Regions from separate parts of the Mus musculus genome. Here region 1 is linked to region 2. A link is a contact called in public Hi-C data. All regions are on one chromosome and are shown on one strand. Each heading gives the region's core, a stretch centred on a gene start, on an enhancer-like site or on the middle of the called end of the contact. The rest is flanking DNA. Distances are from core to core; before and after follow the strand shown. Region 1 overlaps Mbnl1 (muscleblind like splicing factor 1). Region 2 has its middle 22 kb from the start of Aadac.

Evidence for each region. Hi-C and Micro-C count contacts between places; a contact is called where the count stands out from the background.
Region 1: a contact with region 2 is called in a Hi-C map of liver, with 2.1 times the contacts expected there. The contact joins two enhancer-like sites. A contact is called at or near these places in 1 of 15 datasets of contacts at CTCF or cohesin (large pre-B cells), 1 of 484 Hi-C or Micro-C datasets (liver) and 3 of 115 datasets of contacts at active chromatin or transcription factors (bone marrow-derived macrophages, forebrain and large pre-B cells).

What each region holds. Positions count from the first base shown.
Region 1 is chr3:60,509,669-60,516,179 of GRCm38.p6, forward strand. The region is part of intron 1 of Mbnl1 (muscleblind like splicing factor 1); the gene reads left to right. Among named protein-coding and RNA genes, the nearest start is that of Mbnl1, 12 kb to the left of the region's middle. Within about 2 kb of position 4,318, at least 27 of the 459 cell types and tissues checked have an H3K27ac peak or open chromatin away from gene starts, as enhancers often do. A contact at or near this core is called in liver, where this site is marked.
Region 2 is chr3:60,050,298-60,057,019 of GRCm38.p6, forward strand. No RefSeq gene overlaps it. Among named protein-coding and RNA genes, the nearest start is that of Aadac, 22 kb to the left of the region's middle. Within about 2 kb of position 3,799, at least 16 of the 459 cell types and tissues checked have an H3K27ac peak or open chromatin away from gene starts, as enhancers often do. A contact at or near this core is called in liver, where this site is marked.

The sequences.
Region 1 (6,511 bases), core at 3,068-5,567, 460 kb after region 2:
TACAAATAAATGGCCTAACATTGTTTAACATAGAATGGAATAAATAAAAGATTATATTTTATTTAATATTTATAGAGAGATATCCCCATAAAAGTAAGGAAGTTTTCAGAAAGATTTTGTGTATAGGAACTGGGGAGATGTTCTTGGGTCAAGTGTTTGCTGTATAAGTGTGAGGGTGTGAGGGCCTGAGGTCAGATCCTGTAACTTCTATAAGACGATTATGGTGGCGCACACCTGCATCCTAGCTCTGGGAGGTGGAGAAGGGAGGGTCCTGGCCAGCCCATTTAGGCAGTTGTTGAGTTCAGGCTCAGAGGTTCTATTTCAAAAGATGAAGATCTAGAGGAAGATGAGGTTAACCTCTGCCCCTACACACTTAGGACTCTATACACGTGCTGTGTCATACATAAAATACTCTATTTGTAACTACTTGATGCTTACTACCTCAGTAGATTCTATTCCATAGAAAGACTATAGAATTGACATTATTAATACTTTCAAATTGTTTATGTAGAACAAGAAAATAATGTTGCTTTATTTTGCTTTTTAAATGTCTTGTGGCTATTATGAAAATAGCACATGCATTAGATAACTTTTTTTTTTCTTGCTATTCAATTCTTCCTTACTTAGTTTCTGCCTTGTGCTGTTCAGATAAAATGACAGTGCGTTGCTAAGCTTGGAAAGTGTGCCCTGTTAACAACTAAGACTCACTGAAAGTTCACATTAGAATCCCTGCGTTGCCCACTCTCTGAATCCATCATCGTGCAGATTTGAACTAGACAAATTTGCTCTAAATGAATTTGAGCCAGCCTTTGAACTGCAGTGTTAGAACAACGTTCAGGAAAAATTGCCTTGTCAAGGTGGTGGCATGCACAGGAGGCTTTGCTATCCTTACCTTGAAGATGCTACGAGATTTTAGGAGCATAGAAAATGAGCGCAGGGAGTCTCAGAATACACATGACCTGGGTATCAATTCTCTCTGAGGTATTGCATGACCTTCCCCAAAAATAATTGGAAAATGCTTGAGACTACTGAAAAATGTATACTTAAACTTAATTCTGCATGATGCTTTCAAGGGGACCATACTTGCTACACACTGTTTAAGGGAACTTGCTATCTCAGAGTTGTATACATCTGAAGCCTAGGGCCTTTTTTTTTTCCTTCTTTTTTTTTAAATTGCAGACATTGTATATTAAAGTGAACATTAGGAAGAAGACTGTTATGTCTTCTCAGTTATGAATCAAAGCTTAATATGTGCTGTTCCCTTTAAAACTTTACCACTGTGAGCAATAAGAACAGCACTCAGTCTTATCTGATAAAAAATCATTAATGAATATATTTGGGCACCTATTACAAAATCATCTTTGTGGAATGTGGGTGGTAGCTATAAACACAGAGCTCTCATATTGGAACATGGTCTTTGTGTGAAAGATACATTGTTTCCAGAAAAATACTGGGAGCAGAAAAACAGCCTAAAAGTGCTTAGCAGCTAAGTGCTGGAGGCAGATCTCGTCCTCCTGATATTGATGAGGATGCTGAGAATCACCTAGATTCACACAGCTGATCAGTAGCCAGTTGAAGTCAGGTCACTTCTCACAGTACCCTCCTTATTTATGTGACAAGAGTGTGGGAATAAATATGCCATTTTACAGTAATTTTTAAATATAAGTTTTGACTTAGAGACGCCTTCTGAAGCCTAGGCCGGCCTGAGACACATTCTGTAGAGTAGTTCTCCTTTCCTGGCTTCCTGAGAGTTGAGAAAGAGATGGAAGGCACCATGCCTGGTCAAGAAGATGCAGATTTAAGTAAAAATAAAACAAAAGAAAAAGACAAAACAAGAAAGCAAAACAAAACCGGTCTTGCTTCAGCATTAGACTACAAATTGTATAGAGCTCAAAAAGTGCTCTGAGTTTGTTTATTTTTCTTAATTTGTAAAACTTAGAATCCTTAAGACACCCCTGCTGTCAGCTGACATTGGATGGGCTCACACTTGGGTGGCTTGTCTCAGCACTTGACCGTTGGCACATCAGTTCAGGCTTCTGTTAGAGAAAGCTTTGGGAAGTTCAAATGTGCAGTTGTCCTCAGACTCCATGCTCATTGTTCTGGGAACTGCCCCATCCCCCCATGCATGGATGGCCAAACCCATGGATACTCTCTCTGTGCTCAGCAGACTTGCAAATGCATGTACTCCTATATTTTAAGCTATGTCTAGATTCCTATTATGAGTAATACCATACAACATACACATGTGCATTATTTTCTAAACATCCTCAGCTAAGGTTTGGTTTGGTCTACCAATGCAGAATTCATCAACACACGTCTACTGTATTTTCCTGCAATAATATGCTACCATAGAATTTTCACCGAGAAGCGATACATGAAAGTACAAAGCATATTCTGCCTTCATGGCTCATTCTCACATTGTTAGTATATGCTCACTTATTACACCAGTCTGTGCTGCAGCTGTAGTGGATACTTTCTCATTGAAGACTCACTCTGTAGGGGATATATCACTTTGCTAACAAATGCTTCTTTTGTGAGCTATTAGAACATATAGCAAATACCTTCTTTTTTTAAAGAGGAGAATAGAGTTGTCTTTGTCTTGATTTTGGTTCCCAAGCAAATGTTTTTCTTTAGCAAATACTGTTGAGTGCACTGGCCATATGTGGCCTGTCAGGATGATCCGTTGTAGATAGGGATGAGCAAGATGTTGTGTTCCCAGTACTCTTCAGTGCAGTAATAGAAATAGTCACCAATAACCATGGAATAAAGCAATGCAGGCACAGAAGAGCTTCTCCCGTAGTGTAGAGTTTGTGTAAGTATAGTCAGAAAAACAAAACAAAACATGTTTAAGAAAACTTAATTCATTTAAGAAAAGGCAAAACTGATTTAAAATTTGTTAAAATGATGTGACCAAGTATTTAAACTATTTCTTTTGAAGTCCTTCATGAATGAGCATGACCAACCACGGTATCATCTGGCTATGCAGAATTGAATCCAGTTGTTTCTCACAAAATTCATCATATTAGATGTTAATTAATAGATTGAGCAGGCTTTGTGAGTGTGTGTGTGTGTGTATGTGTGTGTGTGTGTGTGTGAGACAGACATATACATACATATGTGAATATAATGATAGTTGATGAAAAAGAGGCCATGATTTTGAAGAACAAGGAGGAATATAGGGAGGGTTTGGAGGAAGGAGGAATGATGTATTATAATCTCAGAAAATAAAAGAGATAATTAAAATAAAACTTCTTGAGTATTGACAGTCAAGTGTTAGAGCCTACAAGTTTTGTGTTGAGAGGAAAGGAAAAGCCATAAGTTAGAGTTGAGCTGATTTCAGGTTTATTAACCAAGGGTTCAGATATGCACAGTGGGCTTTTCTCTCTCTACCTTTTCTCTCTGTGCAGGAAGCAGCGTTTGCTTTCTTCCTTCTTTCCTGTCCCGCTTGCTTCCAAGCTCTCCAATGGTGACCGTGCAAGTGTGCAAGTTCTGTAAGACCCTGTTCACCTCTCAGTGTTTGCTCTTTATTCTCAGGATCCAATCTGCATTCTAGGTTGGACAACCTATCCCTTCTATTTGAGTGCTTATCATTGCTCAGTTTAAGTAGTAAATATTTAAGGACCACTGCATCAGGAGTTCATTGTAGGATTTTGACTGACATTAAAAAAAAAAAAAAAAAAAAAAAACATGGTTTCTGATCTTTTAAAATGGGTGGCCTATTCTAAGTGAAATAATGAAGACAAGCCAACCGGAACTGATCTGACGGTTAATCATGATCATGTGTAAGCAGCTCCTTTCTTGGTGGATAGCTATTCTTTTAGTATTGTGACCATACATAGTTCTTAAGCTCCGTGAGAAGCAGGCATGTCGCTCACTATGGCTCATAGGTGAGGAAACAGATGCTTGGGAAGAATAAGAGCGTGTCATTTGCTCCGGGGCCAACAGGAAAGTGCTATGGAAACCTGGCCTCAATCCTGCTGCAGCCTGCAGCTTGCAGCCTGCAGTTCTGCACCGGCTGTGCTGCTTTCTTGGCCTTGATATGGTCTGGATTAAGTTAAAATACACATAGACACACACACACACACACACACACACACACACACACACACACACACCATACACACCATACACCACACACACACACACACACACACACACACATTCAAGGGCTACTACAAGTTAGTTAAGTAAAGTCTTAATGAAGAGGTAAGATGTGAAGAGGTTTAAAAAAAAGAATGATGGGCATAGACTTACAGGAGACAGACTGGATGTGGAGTGCCTTGGCTTTGGAATGAGGGCTCTATCAGATGGCCTAGTCTGCCCTGTGGTCTGTACCATGTTTGCTGTTCTCAATTTAATACCTTTACCCCAGCACTTGCCAAGACCAGCAGAATCTAATTTTAGATTCAAAAATCATCGCCACCGTTTTCTTCCACTTCAGTTAAATTTTAACCTATTTATCCATCCTTTTGTTACTGATATTAGCTGACTCAAAATATTTCCTATTATTTATCAACAATTTCAAAGATAGCTGCATCTGTATCTGATGTCACTTGTAACAGATTCTCTCCCAATAGCTGTGGTGGCTGGCTTGCCTAGTGACACATTTGAAGAAATGTCTTGAGCCCAAGAAGGATGGAGCAAGTACTCTGATTGTCTGCTCAACTGCATTATTGAGAATTAATTTAATTTCTCTCATTATAAAAGATACCTGTTTTAATCATTAAAATAATACAAAATCAAATTCTTCTGTAATTACTAGAGATATCTGAATAATATTTTTACTTCCCTCCCCAGTTTCCTTCATCTCCATGAGTGTGGGGTGCATACACAGTTTTGTGTTACACCCATATGTCCCTGTATATTCTATAAAGGATGACAAAGTATCCGAGGAACTGAAGCTAAAATGGAACAGGATGAATGTGTCAAAGGGATTGGTTCTCCCATTAATGGGTTAGTTTACAGATTTGTATTGAAATGTTAAGTCATTTTGCACGTTTGTATTACTAATGAAAATTTATAACAATATTGAACATTATCTCCTCTAAATAGAAGGAAATAGAAATACACTAATATATGTGTGCATATGTAAATATCTAACTGTGCTCTCAGGAAAGATTGACATCAAACAGTTGATAGCTCCTGTTATTCAGAACCTTCCTAGCATGCCTTAGTGACTTAAATTCCACTTCCATTTTCTTCCACTTACATTAATTTTAACCGATTTACTTATATTTTCATTACTGATAATAGTATTAATATTTCCCTTTATGTATCAACAATTTCAAAGATAACTGCAGAGCTGTATCTTTATAGATAACGATGCTTAGGTTTGAAAATTCCACACTAATACAGTGTTTAGCAAGGGAAATAAACAGCAGTGTTCCTGTTTAAAATATCAGAGAAAAAGGAAATAAATTAAGCATGCAGCTGTTGCTGTGTGTACTGACATTGGCCCCTCTGTTCTTGAAATTGTACTGTACCTTGAATGCATTATAGTCAACATGGATACTAAATATATTGTAAAATATAGAAATTTTAAGAATTTGATAGTGGCCATTATAGCAATACTGACACTTAGTAGGTATATTAAATATTTCTAATGTTTTCAGTAATTTCAAAATTATAATTTATAGGTTGAAATTAAAATTTATTTAAAGTGTGTGATGATGAGAGATTTACTATATGTGCCTAAAAGAATATATTTATTTTCATGTAAAGAAAAATGAGATTTTATGCTTAGAATCACTACCTGACAATTAACCAAGAGGAACAGCTTCATAAAATTATGTAGAAAGAGAAAATCCAACTTTGAGTGGCAGCAACATCTCATGAGTTTAAAAGGTCAGGCTGGTGCAGGAGGTGCCAGCTTTGCCACTCAATGTCATGCAGAACTCTGTGACAGCCAGGCTGATACAGCTGAAAATATCTGCAGCCTTGGAAGCTTTGTAAGTTTCAGAAGGTCATTTTGGCATCAGAGTAGCAGTGCTGATTCACAGGGAAGGTCAAACTAGATAGCTGGGTGAACACATAGATTGCTGAACCCAGGGACTGTAGAGTTCAGAGCAATTGCCAATTTCAGTAACTGGGTATTGTGCTCTAATTGGTTATGACTCTCATTGAAATATTTATAGAGTAATGAGATTTACTTAATTGATGACTTTTAAATTCTCTTAACTTTTAAAAGTTTGTTATTCACCTCCAGTTTTATAAACAGGTCAGAGTTTGCTTTAGTTTTATTTATATATGATGCACTTCATCAAAACAAAAGCAATTTTAAAAATCGCGTTGGCTTACTACAGTAAAGTGTGCATCAAACACAACTGTAAAAGAACAACTGGTTAGAAGGGAAGATATGACTAGAGCAGTTGAGATGAAACCAAGCATTAAATTTATCTCCACTCTGCTGCAACTAAAGCAAGATTTCTAGGAAGTTAAGACAAGAATCCGACTTATTTAATAAGATTTTTTTTCCTACCCTGTGCTGTGTTTTACTTTTAACCCTTAGATA
Region 2 (6,722 bases), core at 2,549-5,048:
TTTGAATACTCCATTTTAAGAGTAAATTACAAAAGTATGTGTTACTAATTTCATTTCATATTATACTAAGGATCATACTTCACATACATGATGACAAAAATACAAAAGCCTCTGAAGTAAAAAAGGAAAAGTTAAACTTTTTCCAGTGGAATATGGTTATTTGTTCAGAAAAATTCTCAAGCAATATAAAGAGTGCATAGGTTTCTGTAATGCCAATTCCACATGCAAATATAAACTATCTTTATCATATTGATACTAGATGCAAATACTGGTCTTTCTGACTTTTCAATGGCACACACATACACTACATATATATGTAGTTTGTTTACTAACTGCCTAGCAACATAATATAGATGTTGGATATTTTATTGCTTGCAGACAGGCACAATTTCCTTTGCAAAGTTCTTCCTTGTATACCTACAATTTATAATTTTCCTGGTTTTTCCTAAGGAAATGCAAAGTGATCAGGGAAAGGTGCACTGAGGAAATTGTGCAACGGTTTGTAATAGACGCTTAAACAAACTGAAAACTGGACACTGGTGTGTTAAAGTATATTGGTTGTATTCACAATATACAAAGATCCGAGGAAACATCTAGGACAGAAAGAGTATTTGGTTATTTTTTATTACATATTTTCTTTATTTACATTTCAAATGTTATCCCCTTTCCTAGTTTCCCCTCTGAAAACCCCCTGTCCCTTCCCTCCTCCCCCTGCTCACAAACCGACTCTCTCCCGATTCCTGGGCCTGGCTTTCCCCTATACTGGGACATAGAACCTTCACAGGACAAGGGCTTCTCCTCCCATTGATGACCGACTAGGCCATCCTCTGCTACATATGCAGCTAGAGCCATGAGTCCCACCATGTGTTTTCTTTGGTTGGTGATTTAGTTCCAGGGAGCTCTGGGGGTACTTGTAAGTTCATATTGTTGTTCCTCCTATGAGGTTTTTGAGGCATACTATGTGTACCTACCTCTCCTTGATAATGCTGGGGAATCTTGGAGTGTCATGTGGACCAACACAGCATCAAAAACAGCAAAATGTTTTGTAAGTTTAGAATTTTGTCAACTCTGAGTACTTAGTAACTTAAGTTTTTCCTTTTTTTTCTAATAATTATTTTGTCTTAAAGTTTACACTCTGTTGTTGTTGTTGTTGTTGTTATCATTGCTTTTATTTTGTTACAGTCCAGCCCTTGCTCCTGGTCTGTCCTCCCACAGTTCCTCATCCTATTTTTCCTCCCCGATGTCTCCATTCCCCCCAACCCTACCACCAGGCCTCCCCACTCCTGGGGGCCTCAAGTCTCTCGAGGGTTAGGTGCATCTTCTTCCACTGAGGCCAGACCATGCAATCCTATACTGTGTATGTGTTGGGAGCTTCAGACCAACTCCTGTATGCTGCCTGGTTGGTGCCTCGGTGTCTGAAAGATCTCAGCGGTCCCAGGTTACTTGAGACTTCTGGTCTTCCTACAGGGTCCCTCCTCAGCTTCTTCCAGCCTTTCCCTAATTCAACCACAGGGGGTCCTGACTTCAGCCCAATGGTTGGAGGTAAGTATCTGCATCAGTCTCAGATGCTTGTTGTGTCTCTCAGAGGATAGCCATGCTAGGCTTCTGTTTATAAGAACACCATGGCATCATTAGTAGTGTCGGGCATTGGAGATGGATCCCAAGTTGGGCAGTTCACTGGACCTCCTTTCTCTTAGTCTTGTCTCCATTTTTGTCCCTGAAGGTCTCTTAGACAGGAACAATTCTGGGTCAGAGTTTTTGACTGTGGGATGACAATCCCATCCTTCCACTTGAAGCCCTGTCTTTGAACTGGAGGTGGACTCTATAAATTCCCTATCTCCATTGTTGTACATTGCATCTAAGGTCCCTCCCTTTGAGTACTTTGAGTCTTTCACCTCCCTGGTCTCTGATACTTTCTAAAGGGTCTCCTCACCTCCACCTGCCCCACGTTGCATATTTCCATTCATTCTGCTGGCCCTCAGGGCTTCTCTCCTGTATTCCTCCCCCATTCATGATCACGCCTCTCCTTTTCTTGCCCCCTCACCACTCCCACCTAGGTCCCTCCCTCTCTCTGGACCCATGATTATTTTCTCCCCCCTCCCAAGTGGGACTGAAGCATCCTTACATGAACACTTCTATTTGTTAACCTTCTTGAGTTCTGCAGATTAAAGTCTAGGTGTTCTGTAGTTTTTAGGCTAATATCTACTTATTAGTGAGAATATACCATGCATGTCCTTTCAAGTCTGAGTTACTTTACTCAGGATGATATTTTCTAGTTACATCCCTCTGCCTGTAAAACTTGCCTTGGAATGTTGAAGTTTATTTGCGTTCTCTCTCTCTCTCTCTCTCTCTCTCTCTCTCTCTCTCTCTCTCTCTCTCTCTGTGTGTGTGTGTGTGTGTGTGTGTGTGTGTGTGTACTAGAGATTGAACTCAAGAACTTGCAAGTACTAAACAAGTGGTTTATACTGAACAATTTTCCGCCCAATTTTAACTATTCCTTAATTACAAAAGTTTAAGGGGAAAGATAGGAAGAAATTCTAGTCAAATCAATTCTTTAAACATGTATATTAGTAAACAACATATTAACTAAAATAAATAAACAACAACAAAACCCTTTATGTTATGTTCCATACAAAATAAGTACTAGAATAAAATCTTGAAAAATGAATTGCAAGAAAGGTAGAGCTAACACACATTATGTTTTTCTAAAACAGAGCTTGTTGTAATAAACTGTAAAAATGTACTAATTGAAATATTTTATATCACAGTTAATTTGAGAAAGACCACAAGAACTAGACAAATATAGGTGAGCTATGATGTGCTCTGGTTATCTACCCACTACTCTCAGATGATCTTGTCATTCTTTCTACTAAGAAAATTACTTCATTTATTGAATGTATACATAGTCCCAGGCTTAGCTCAGGGTATGCTAACCACCCCAGCCTGGTTAATTAGTGACCTGGACACTCATCTTCTTTTAAAGTTTTCATACTCCCAGAAAACCTAACGTAGTCCATGCAGATTGTAGTCCAGAGAAGTGACTGCCTGTGGTCCCTGATGAACACTTCTTTACCCTTCTAGTTCTGACCAGATGTGACACTATTCCTAGGGAGATGTAAACAAATGTCTACTCACTCCAGATAGGGAACCAAAGGTAAGGCAGTGTACACACATGATAAAATTCAACTTCCTTTGTGAACCAACGAATATTTTTAAGAGCTGCTTACAGGAACATAGGTGAGAGGTTCCTTGCAAAAGTAGAAATGCCACAAGGGCAGTTACATCACTGGAGCCTACCCCAGTGTGGTTGACAGTGAGTGGACTAAGGTTGGGAACCTAAAGCTTTCTGAAACCTACAGGCACCCCAGCATGCAAAGCATTCTTTCCAAGTAACTCAGCTGACCTGGGGTTTCAGGAAAAGTAGCTAATCTTGCCTCTTCCAACCTGTTCTACTGCTCTCAACTGCTCTCAGTCAACTCAGACTTCTCTCACAGTGACTCCTTATTGCTTACTCATGGGTGGGAGGGAGAGATCCTAAGCTTAGGGAGTTTCTCTTTAGGATGGGATGTTTTATTTAACCTCAGGAATTCTGTTGTTTTACCTCCCCGAAAACAGCCTGTCTTAAAATACAATGTTGATCTCCCCTTTAACATTTTGTGTTTTATGAGCTTTCCTATGAGATGGAAAGTTTTCATTAAAGAAACTGTGACACAATACCCAGGTATTGTGTACTTGCCCAGGCAGACCCAGGGAGGAGTCTCACATTCACGCCCTTTCTTGGTTGCCACTGAGCTAGAATCACATCCAACACTCCAATCAAAAACTCAATTTGGAAACTCTGGAGGACTGACATACAAGCTCTTCATACTTTATCTAAAATCAACCATGCTTGAGCAATAGCAAAAACAGAGCCAAACTTTCACTCAACAAAGCGGCATAATATCTTGTATCAGACACACAATGAAAAAGTCTACAAGACCAGAGCACTCAACAAAACCAAAATCAAAGTGAATGGCTAAAACAATATGATGCCCCTCAATTGAGTCCTGTAGACATGTTCTCCAGGAATAACTACCCAGACAAACCTCAGGATATGAGTTTAAAAGTACAATCATAAACATAATCAACAGTTTAAAAAGAACATGAAAAAGAATGTCAGCAATGTAAAGAGTGTGGTAATTAAATCCCAAGTGAAATGTAAACAAATAAAAATAGAAGTCTGCCTGAGCCTAGACTATTTGTGCCATATGTGTCATCCAGAGCCAGCCAACACTGCACATCCTACACATCAGCCAAGATTGTTAAACTCTTTATGTACTATTCCCAATATACAGGATTGGCACTGACTGTACATCTTTCATATCAGTCTGAAATACAAACTCTGCTTGGCCCTAGTCACCTATCTTATGCACCAGCTCAACCTACTGAGATTACTTGTATCTAGCTCACTCATGGCATATCTAAATTCCAGGATTAGCCTAATTGCACATCCTGTGTGCTTGTTCAGTCTTGTGAATTTCCATAGGTCTAGCCCACCTGAACCATAGCCAACTGCCAAGCCTAACCTAAAATGTACATTTGTGTGGGGCCCTCAGTTGCCTCTCTGGCCTTTGCTCTGTGTAATGGTAACCAGATTTGGATACAGAGGTATCTTTTAGATCTCACAGAAATTTTAGTGCTGTAATTTTCAGTTTTAGGTCTTACATACTAGAAAAGTCAGAAATACATAGTAAGTGTATTGTGGCATAGGAGGAGGGATATCCTCATGGGCATACAACTCTAAGTCTTGCTCCAGCACTAAGAAATCAGCCACCAACAAGCTTGAGTATTAGGCGCTTGTGCCTCTGCCTGCCACCATTTAGGAACATAACACAGGTTCATGTACAAGAATCTGAAAAGCAATTATTATTTTTTTATGTTTGAAAAAATGTATTAAAACTTTATTATACACACTGGTTCTGGTTAGTTTTAATGTCATTATTTACTTGCAAGATCTTTATAATAAAGGTTATAAGGCTTTTATATAAAGAACTTGAAAATGAAAATCCAAGAAAAAAAGCTACAGCAATAGAAACCAGACCTAAATTCTACACATCTCAATGAATTTCTATACAGTGGGAATTAAGAAAAAATTAAAGACCCCGAAACAACAAAGTGGCCCATCTATTTTTAACTTATCTATCTGCTACTCTGCCAAAAGTCATTTTCTGCAATAGATTTTATAGAATGGTTTTTCCTGTTTTACTTTTCTTTCTGATCTCAGGAACCCTGAAGGTTTTAGAAGAGTGTATACTATTTAAGACTCTAGCTATTTCATCAGAGAGCTCAATGATGCTGTAAAGTTCACATTAAGAAAAAAAAAAAGGAATAATTTCCAGTGAAGAAAACTGCTGTAATTTTAGGGGACAGAGATGGGATGTGCTTAAATGTCCTTTATGTGAAGAGTCACTAGTAGATTGCTTTCACTTGTTTTCCCTCATGTTAACTTGTCATAATTCAAAACATGACCTGCTTCTAGGGGGAGTTAATGGTTTTGAGATGCTGAGTTTTGCCAAGCCTCTGATGATACACCCCTATCCTAGGGAATCTTTAGCAAGAAAGACAAAGCTTTCTGCCAAGAGTTTGAAATAAAACACTCAAGTATATGGCCTATACACAGTGCAACACGCTCCCCGCCCTCCGAGGTCATATTAATGGAAGACTTTATAGAAATCTTGTAGAGTAGTTCCAGTGCTCCTTTCAGAGAAGGCGAGACTGTGGACAGGTGAGGACCGATGCGTAGGAAACCACTTTTTGTGAGCATCCTATACGCATAGTTCTTAGTCTCCAATGGGTGTTTATTTCTTTTGGGGAGGGGATTTTAAAACAAAACAAAAGGAAAAGAAAACTAAAACCTACCTAATCCAAGCCCCTATAAGCACAGAAGCCCAGTGGGTTTCATTTTCCCACAGCCCCAAGACAGTACAGAATCTAGACTTAATTACTTTAACAGAGGATTTATTTATTTTTTTAATTTTGAATGTGGCATTGGTGGTATAATATACTTATATATTTGTCTTAATCCTATTTGTTCATTTGCTTATTTTTCACTAGACCTCAATTCACAGTTTTCTTCCACTTTCTTTTGGTGGAATATACTATATCTAGTCATATACTCTGCATTAAAGTATTAGAAACCAGAAGATCTGGCGTTTTACATTTTATACTGTTATGTCATTATAATCAAAACTTTTACCAGGGCCTTGAACACGTTTCCTATTCCTAGAAAGTAAATAAATTTATATAAAGAAAGACATTCTATGAGACTGTATATTATTTAGAGAATTAGTTCACTTCTTCTGCCCCCTTGTGGTCCCCAAAGGCTGTTGCCCAACGTAAGCTGAAATGCAGTTAGTCTTAGAATACATACCTAATAATTCTATGTTTGTGTGTTTCAATATGAATATTGAAACATTTGCTCATTTGAGAAAATATTTCAAATTATAAATATCTCCAAATGTCCTCTGCATGGAGATTTATATAATTCTTACATCTTAAGATGTAAGATTTATCTTAAATGAGATAAATAAAATAATGAACACAAACTGGTGCCAATACAACTTCCTCTATTCACAAATGTTCTTTAGCTCCTAATAAGAAAAAAAGGCAGGTAGACTTGAGTGTAGCTTTTTGTCTTCCTCTTTTCTCTTTATTGTTTCTTTTACTTTTTGTGATTAGAAGAA